Regions from separate parts of the Mus musculus genome. Here regions 2 and 3 are each linked to region 1. Evidence: chromatin contacts called from public Hi-C and HiChIP or PLAC-seq data. All regions are on one chromosome and are shown on one strand. Each heading gives the region's core, a stretch centred on a gene start, on an enhancer-like site or on the middle of the called end of the contact. The rest is flanking DNA. Distances are from core to core; before and after follow the strand shown.

Region 1 (2,589 bases), core at 32-2,531:
TTCAACTTTGACTCTGCCTCTCATGTCATAAATCTGACATCTTGAAAAGGTGGGGGGGGGGTCACAGATAGCTTGCATTCTGGAGGGGAGAGGACTTGTCTCAGCGACGGACGACAAAAGTCCTCTCACACATTAGAAGTTGACAAAAGCACATAAATGTCCAGTTTAGAGACGTGAAGGTCATGGTATGAAACGTTCCAGGAGGAGAGTAATTGCAATATAAAAGGAATAGCTGCACGCGCGTTTAAGAAAGGACTGACCGGCTAACTTAATCTAGATCTCCCATCTCATTCCGTGAAGGTGCTCCAGGGCTCTGGTGATGAATGTGTTCATTTTGTGTGACTTGCTTTTGGTAAATAACCCAGTGCCCTATCAGCTCTGCAGCACTCAGGTAGTGTGTGTGCTGGGAGGGCTAGGGGAGGGGCCGCTTGGCACGGGCGCCCCTGGCACTTCTTAGGAGACTAGCAGCCTTTTCTTTGCAGCTGTCACTAGAAGACTTCTGGGTTTCCCTCTGAAAGAAAGCCCTCCATCTAAACCCGCTGTCCCTTCCATCCCTCATTTCGGTCTCGCAAACCACTCCTCCAAGCCTTTCCATTGTGCTCTTTCGCCTGCATAAGACCTTCATCTCCTTTGTAGTGGGGAGACTTACTTGAGGCTATCAGAACCTCCGGCTGCAATGGAGCTGTATGGAAAGGTAAACAGAAAGGAGTGCCTGGCGGGCTCAGTCAGAAATCTAGCTTTTGTGGATATGTGTGTGTGTGTGTGTGTGTGTGTGTGTGTGTGTGTGTTCGCGTTTGCGTGCGTGCCGATCTTCTCAATTCAGTCTTGCGGATGAACCGCTTTTCTTATGTGTGTGCCACCCACTGCCGTTTTCCCCGCACGATCGTTGAATAAGACTGTAAAACTACTCCACTCTGGGTAAGTATAAACTTTCCGGGTTCAGGATAGAGATAAGGTAAAGCCCATTTGCATTGGAAATTAGAACAAAGTGCTGCGTTTTCTAGCCAGAGAGATACAGTCTGGCTTCCAAAAGCGATACTGTGAAGAAAAAGTCCTAGTTTGGGATGAATTGGTGTTATTGTCGCTAGCGCTCTTTGAAGAAATGGTTAGGCAGGCTGAGAGCGAGAACAACCGGTGTAACTGGAAAGAAGGGAGGTTTCCACCGCCCAGTGCAGCTGGAGGGGCTAGCCCGAGGGAAATCTTTCTGGGTCTCTGGGAATTGTAGTTCACAATTTTCCCATTTGAGCATTTGCCTCTTAAGATTAGACTACAACTCCCAGAAGCTCACGGGGTCCCTGGCCAGAACGCTTGTGCGGAGTCAGGAGCGGACAGCTCCGGTGCTGATGTTGGAGCGGGCTACAGAGCCCCACGCGTGCGGAGTGTTGCGGGGAGCGCGCAGGCTGTGCACGCTTGACCAGGCTCCCGGACCAGCGCTGTCCTAGCAAGAGAGAAAGGACATTTGCCTACAATGAGACACGAGGCGCCCATGCAGGTGGGTCTACAAAGAAAGAAAGAATGGTCTCGGAGAAACTGAGAGGGTCTCTCTAGCAGCTCAGGGGACTTGATGAAAGATAGATAGGGTTGTTCATTTTCTTTCTGGGCTCCCTAGGAGGTTGAGTGTGGAAAATGAAAACACGAGCTAACAAAGTGAGGACAGCCCATCTCTTGTTGTCTTTGATGGTCTTGGCTTCCTGGGTTAGTGATAGCGGTGTGAACTGGAGAATTTTCTCACGAATTTACTGAGAGTTCTCCATCTCGACTGGGTAGAGCGAATTCAGCTTGGTTAAGGACATTAAGAAAGAAATGTCAGTGTCAGTATCCCCCAAAGTGGTCTAAAAAACAAGAAAGATAAAAGAAAAGAAAGGGCAAAAAAGATTAGGGTCCTAGTATCAGAGGTAAAGAGCAAACACATTCACAGTTATCTCAGAGCTATGACATCCTTGATCTATGTCTGCTTAACTGGCCGGAAACGTTTCGAGGACCCTCTCTTCCCCAGCATTCCTGTGATGAGGTGGCCATTCACTGTACCACTAGATTCCCCATTTTAATCACATTCTTCGGGTTTACTTCCTTCAGAAATGAAGAGTACCTCTTTTGGAGCTAGTCACCTAAGTTATGCTTTTAAGTAAAGACTAGTTTTGTTTCTCCTATCTGTGTACAATTGATTAAGGCTAAACATAAGTCTATGTTTGTTAGCCAAGCTAAAGACTTGTTTCTCCTATCTGTGTACAACTGATTAAGGCTAAACATAAGTCTATGTTTGTTAGCCAAGCTAAATGGGCTCATTGCATAACAGAGCGGCGTTTTATGAATGGGATGAGAAGATTAGAAAGCACTCCATTTGGAATGTGTTGCTTCCCTTCAGAATCCACCTCTGTTGGTAAACTCAGCAACATAAATATTTGACTATCCAGTCTCAAACATTCCCCATGGTTTCCTCCTGAATCAAGGACTTTATACATCTGCTTTCATTTACTTTTAATTTATTTTATGACTTTTATATACGTATTAAGGAATCCTAACTGGACGGTTAAATGAAAACACTATAGAATTTAATTGTTTTCAGGAGTATTATATAATGGAAGACCT
Region 2 (2,589 bases), core at 37-2,536, 150 kb after region 1:
GATATCTTAGCTGGGTAGAAGGGCCTGGCTTACCATCATCCTTTTCCTTGTGGTCTTTTTAAAGATGGCTGGCAACTCCCCGAATGGAAAGAATGCAATCCCCGGTCTCTCCCTTCCCTTTCCAAGTACATGATCCAGGAGAATTTCTGCTGCCTCAACTCTTCTCAGCCTGGGCCTCCTCAAGTCTCTCTATGTATGTCTCTGCAAATTCCCTAGATTCTCTGAAGATTTGGATTTTGGAAAACAAACCAACAAATGTACACATTACTTGTCTCTGCCCAGGGTGAGGGATGAGGAGAAGGGCAAAGGCCCAACTCAGTGTAAGAGAGCACGCATGAGTCCATGTGTCAAAGCATGATGATCAACTTATGTGTGGGAAATAAACACAATGCGGTTTATTATATGTCCCATACCCCAAATAGCAAATATCGTGCTGATATTATGCAAGAAGTCTTTTGGCGACAGGGAGAAAAATGGCGAATATTATCAAGATGACAGTGAAACTGTAGTTAATTTATTTTTTTTTTCTGAACTTCCAAGTTTCCTAGAAGAATGTTCTGTCTATATAATTTTTAGACTATGTTTTGAATTATTGAAGAATTTAATTTCTTGGCCTTGGACTAGTTGGGGTAAAAACTGGGAAAAGCAGTCCCACTTCCATCCTGACCTTAGGGAGCTGTATCTGCCATTCACTGAGCAAAGACTCAAACCGCCATCATGTGCCATGAGTGGCAGGCGTGGTAACAGTAGCACTAATGAACAGATAATTTCTCCTTGTAATCTTTGGTGGGCATAACCAGGCTGTAGCAAAGCCTGAGAATCCATCAGCGAAAATCGGTCCCTTGTTATTCAAGTCAAAATGCTAGTTGCTAGCAGTAAGTGCGGAACACTTCCCTCTGCTGTTGTTGTTCAGCAGGGAATCCAGACATCAAACCTTTCACTTTTGAATTTAAAATTGTTTTTATTATTACAATGTGTGTATGTGCGTGTGAGTATTTGTGTGTGTGTGTGTGTGTGTGTGTGTGTGTGTGTGACAACAATGTTCTGTAGTAGATTCTTTCTTTCAACCATGAGTTTCAGAGACTAATGAAAAGCCTTACTTTCTGAGCTGTCTCCCTAGTCCCAGCCTTTATCTCTCTTTACAATATTCAGAGTTTGGATACAGAGAGCAGTGGGAAGGTTGAGTCAGGGGAAGACAATTCTACCTGCCCTCTGCTAGCTCCGCATTAGGTCGCTGTTTCTTTTTCAGGCCCGCTGCTAGCAGTAGGCCAGAAAGCTTTGATCTTAACGGATGGGCATTTAACACAGGCTGTTCCCTTGATGTGCACATTTAATTCAGCGTGTTCTGCACAGTGCTCCAGCCTGGCATTTTTCCATATAAGGAGTTCACAGCATCTTCCTGCAGCACTCCTGCCTCTGTCTTGAAATGCAGCCCGAGATGGCTTTGTGTTTGCCGCACGTGTTGTAGGCTGAACACCACAGCAGCAAAGCTGCCGCCTCCTCTTCCAAATCCTTCCAGGTAAGTGGGGTGCATCCCATGGCTGTCTGTTTCCCAAAGGACAACTCGATGAGTCGGGTTACTTTATATTTTAATGTGAGCGAACGAGTTACAATCTGGTTTAATGATGTTTGTCTGTCGGCTTATATCAGAACAAACCAATGCCTTTGTGTGGGTATAATTTTCTCTTTGGGAAAGTGTTGTTAGACCCTGCTTTGGGTGTGATTTTAAACGGAATTGGTGAACACTGAAGACACTCTTTTCACGGGAACGTGCCCTTTGGGTGCACTAATGAGAGGTCTGGTGTAGAATAATACTTGGAGCCAGGGAAGAGGAGTGTTTCAACCTTAGGTGTAATGTTCTCTTATAAATAAATGCCGCCCAAGTCTATGTAGAACGGCATTCTCATTGAAAGGAGCCATAGCTTTAAGTGGGTGGCTGCATTTGAGGTCTTAGCTCCAATAGGCAACACTCCCCAGAGAAATCTCACATTTGGTATGATTGTACATAAAGGTGTCACGCTCGATTCCCCACTGTTTCTCCTGTCTAATGCCTGTCAAGGTTTTGCAAAAATATCTCCAAGTCCAGATGCGGCCATCATAGTGAAGGGACGGATGAGTGAGGAGACTGAAAAGTAGAGTCTGGGTTTAAGAACCAACACAGCGCACAGAGAGAGTGGAGTGAGAGAGCCTAAGAGCCTGCAGCCTCCAGGAAAGAAACAGTCACTAAAGGGCATGAAAGAGGGAGGTGGCATTATAAAGACAAAATTGAGGGCATGGCCTTTTTTTTTTGTCTAGAAAAGGCAAGCAGCAGCATCTCGTTTGCTGTATCCTATTGCTATCTTGCTTTGGGTACCAGATACCTCACTTAGGATCCAATCTTTGCACAATGGCCAGGGTGAGCCTATTACAAATCCCTGCTGGCGAATGGCAGAAGGGTACGCATGATGTGTAGGTCTACTTAAGGATGGATGAGGCCCCTGAGCGGATGCTCTTTAGATGCATTCAATACCTGTGACTGCGTGCCTACGTCAACAGTCAAAGCAAAACGTTGAGAAGCTCCAAAGAGGCTGCATATTCAGTGACATATTC
Region 3 (2,589 bases), core at 37-2,536, 130 kb after region 1:
GCAGCCTTATTTATAATAGCCAGAAGCTGGAAAGAACCTAGATGCCCCTCAACAGAGGAATGGATACAGAAAATGTGGTACATCTACACAATGGAGTACTACTCAGCTATTAAAAAGAATGAATTTATGAAATTCCTAGCCAAATGGATGGACCTGGAGGGCATCATCCTGAGTGAGGTAACACATTCACAAAGAAACTCACACAATATGTATTCACTGATAAGTGGATATTAGCCCCAAACCTAGGATACCCAAGATATAAGATATAATTTGCTAAACACATGAAACTCAAGGAGAATGAAGACTGAAGTGTGGACACTATGCCCCTCCTTAGATTTGGGAACAAAACACCCATGGAAGGAGTTACAGAGACGGAGTTTGGAGCTGAGATGAAAGGATGGACCATGTAGAGACTGCCATAGCCAGGGATCCACCCCATAATCAGCATCCAAACGCTGACACCATTGCATACACTAGCAAGATTTTATTGAAAGGACGCAGATGTAGCTGTCTCTTGTGAGACTATGCCGGGGCCCAGCAAACACAGAAGTGGATGCTCACAGTCAGCTAATGGATGGATCATAGGGCTCCCAATGGAGGAGCTAGAGAAAGTAGCCAAGGAGCTAAAGGGATCTGCAACCCTATAGGTGGAACAACATTATGAGCTAACCAGTACCCCGGAGCTCTTGACTCTAGCTGCATATATATCAAAAGATGGCCTAGTCGGCCATCACTGGAAAGAGAGGCCCATTGGACTTGCAAACTTTATATGCCCCAGTACAGGGGAATACCAGGGCCAAAAAGGGGGAGTGGGTGGGCAGGGGAGTGGGGGTGGGTGGATATGGGGGACTTTTGGTATAGCATTGGAAATGTAAATGAGTTAAATACCTAATAAAAAATGGAAAAAAAAAAAAGAAAATCACAATGATTTCCAATAGAAAGCATTTGTTTCCACCCTGCTGAACATGATGAGTAATGTAGAGAAGATGGCTAACCCTATCATCCTAGAGCACGGAGAAGTTCTGCCAAACGCTTATTTTTATTTCCTTTGAAAGTAGAAAAAAAAAAAAAACACAACAACAACAACAACAACCTTGGGCAGCAGTAACATGAGCTGACATTTGACCTCGACAATTTGGTAGAACCTGACTCCCAAATCCATGCTGAAAGGATGCAAATGTATTCCTTCAAAGAGCCTAAGAGCATACTGTCTCCTAGGCTGCACCCTCAGCCAGAAGATTAGAGGGTCCAGACAAGGAGAAAGCAGGCACTCTGCATGGGCAGAACCTTATGCTAGAAGCAAGCAACCCGCAGTGTGGCTCCTGCGAATAGCATCCCTCTCTGTGGGGAGTGACAGGCCAGAGGGAGGAAGGTCTTCTTGTCTTCAGAGTAAGCACTTCTCTCTTAGTCTGTCAGTCTTAGCAGCATCTACTTCATTCTGTCTGACTCCTCTCTGCCTTTAACAAGCTGTTCATAGTAACCTGTACACACGTGTCATACCCAAGAAAAGTGGCTAGAATCTAGGTCTTCAGTTTGGGGACTTTCAGAGTGATCCCTTTCCAAGACTTGCTTGATTTAAACAAACCAAAAAGCACTAACGCCTTTCACCTGATACTAAGAGAAATGCTGGCTTGCAGACTTCTTTTTTTTTCTTTGATACATTATCACAGCTGGTGCCTTTAGATTAAGAGAAAACCGAAGTATCTACGTGATTTATACAGTTTCTACAAGAGGCAAACGCTTTGCAAAGAGCATGGGCAGCCATTCAGTGAACTGAAATGAGGAAGGCAAACAGACTTCAAGACATTGTCCAAAGCGATTCCCCTGATAACTAGCAGATTTGCAAGCAGGGCTGAGAGGTTGCCAGGCACTCTGGCTTTATTCTGTTATTCATCTCTGGCAGGCAACCAGTCACCCAACCCCGAGCTTTGTCCTAGATACAGGTTCCGTTCATTCATTCTTCCAATAAACATTCACTTGGCCCCTGCTGTATGTCTCGAAGGGATGCAAGCAGCAAAGCCCTGTGCATTTCAAATAGGGAAATCATGGCTTGCGGTAACTGTAAGGGAATAAAGCCACAGAGATATTTGAGTGAAAATTGACAAATTTCCTGTTTTGTTTTTGTGAGGAAGCATCTCGAGCATGTGAGAAATCAATATGAGACATAGGCTTAGGGATATAAGTGTTCTGCTCCTGTTTTGACTGTCACTTCTTATTTATTCAGTGGATTTAAAGGACTAAGGTAAACAAACATTCATATCTACCAAGTGTTTGCTATATCCCAGGCATGGTTCCAGACCCTAGAGACAACACCGGGAACAAAGAGAGATATTGGCTCTTATAGCTTAGTAATAAGAGAAGAGGAAAATACATATAAAAATAATATGGATGGTGACAGACACACAGAAACTTAAATGACAGAGTCATGGTAGAGTGCATCCAATGTTGCTATAGATAAGCTTGCCCTGTACAGCCTCTGTGGAAGACCCACATTTAAGGAGAAGTCCAAAGGACAAACAGGCAACCACAGGGACAGAGGGTTCCAATGTAAAGTTTATGCAAAACCCACATGGTAAAATCCTAAGCCAT

What was found. A called contact is a pair of places that touch in the nucleus more often than the background predicts. HiChIP or PLAC-seq counts read pairs in DNA pulled down with a chosen protein or histone mark.
Region 2: a contact with region 1 is called in an H3K4me3 HiChIP or PLAC-seq map of embryonic forebrain, with 5 times the contacts expected there. The contact joins the enhancer-like site here to the promoter of Rab3c in region 1. A contact is called at or near these places in 2 of 39 promoter capture datasets (3T3-L1-derived adipocytes and macrophages), 2 of 484 Hi-C or Micro-C datasets (cerebral cortex and cortical neurons), 6 of 115 datasets of contacts at active chromatin or transcription factors (embryonic basal ganglia, embryonic forebrain, embryonic hindbrain and 3 more) and 2 of 9 other capture datasets (adipose tissue and pancreatic islet).
Region 3: a contact with region 1 is called in a Hi-C map of cortical neurons, with 2.2 times the contacts expected there. The contact joins the enhancer-like site here to the promoter of Rab3c in region 1. A contact is called at or near these places in 1 of 39 promoter capture datasets (macrophages), 4 of 484 Hi-C or Micro-C datasets (cerebellar granule neurons, cerebral cortex and cortical neurons), 5 of 115 datasets of contacts at active chromatin or transcription factors (embryonic forebrain, embryonic hindbrain, embryonic midbrain and 2 more) and 2 of 9 other capture datasets (macrophages and pancreatic islet).

What each region holds. Positions count from the first base shown.
Region 1 is chr13:110,278,898-110,281,486 of GRCm38.p6, reverse strand. Rab3c (RAB3C, member RAS oncogene family) reads left to right here and starts at 1,281. Exons shown (of 5, transcript NM_023852.5): 1 at 1,281-1,492. The coding sequence starts at 1,469.
Region 2 is chr13:110,126,613-110,129,201 of GRCm38.p6, reverse strand. All of the region lies in intron 3 of Rab3c (RAB3C, member RAS oncogene family), which reads left to right. Among named protein-coding and RNA genes, the nearest start is that of Gm41057, 53 kb to the left of the region's middle. Within about 2 kb of position 1,286, at least 23 of the 459 cell types and tissues checked have an H3K27ac peak or open chromatin away from gene starts, as enhancers often do. A contact at or near this core is called in cerebral cortex, embryonic forebrain and forebrain, where this site is marked.
Region 3 is chr13:110,144,523-110,147,111 of GRCm38.p6, reverse strand. All of the region lies in intron 3 of Rab3c (RAB3C, member RAS oncogene family), which reads left to right. Among named protein-coding and RNA genes, the nearest start is that of Gm41057, 35 kb to the left of the region's middle. Within about 2 kb of position 1,286, at least 22 of the 459 cell types and tissues checked have an H3K27ac peak or open chromatin away from gene starts, as enhancers often do. A contact at or near this core is called in cerebellar granule neurons and cortical neurons, where this site is marked.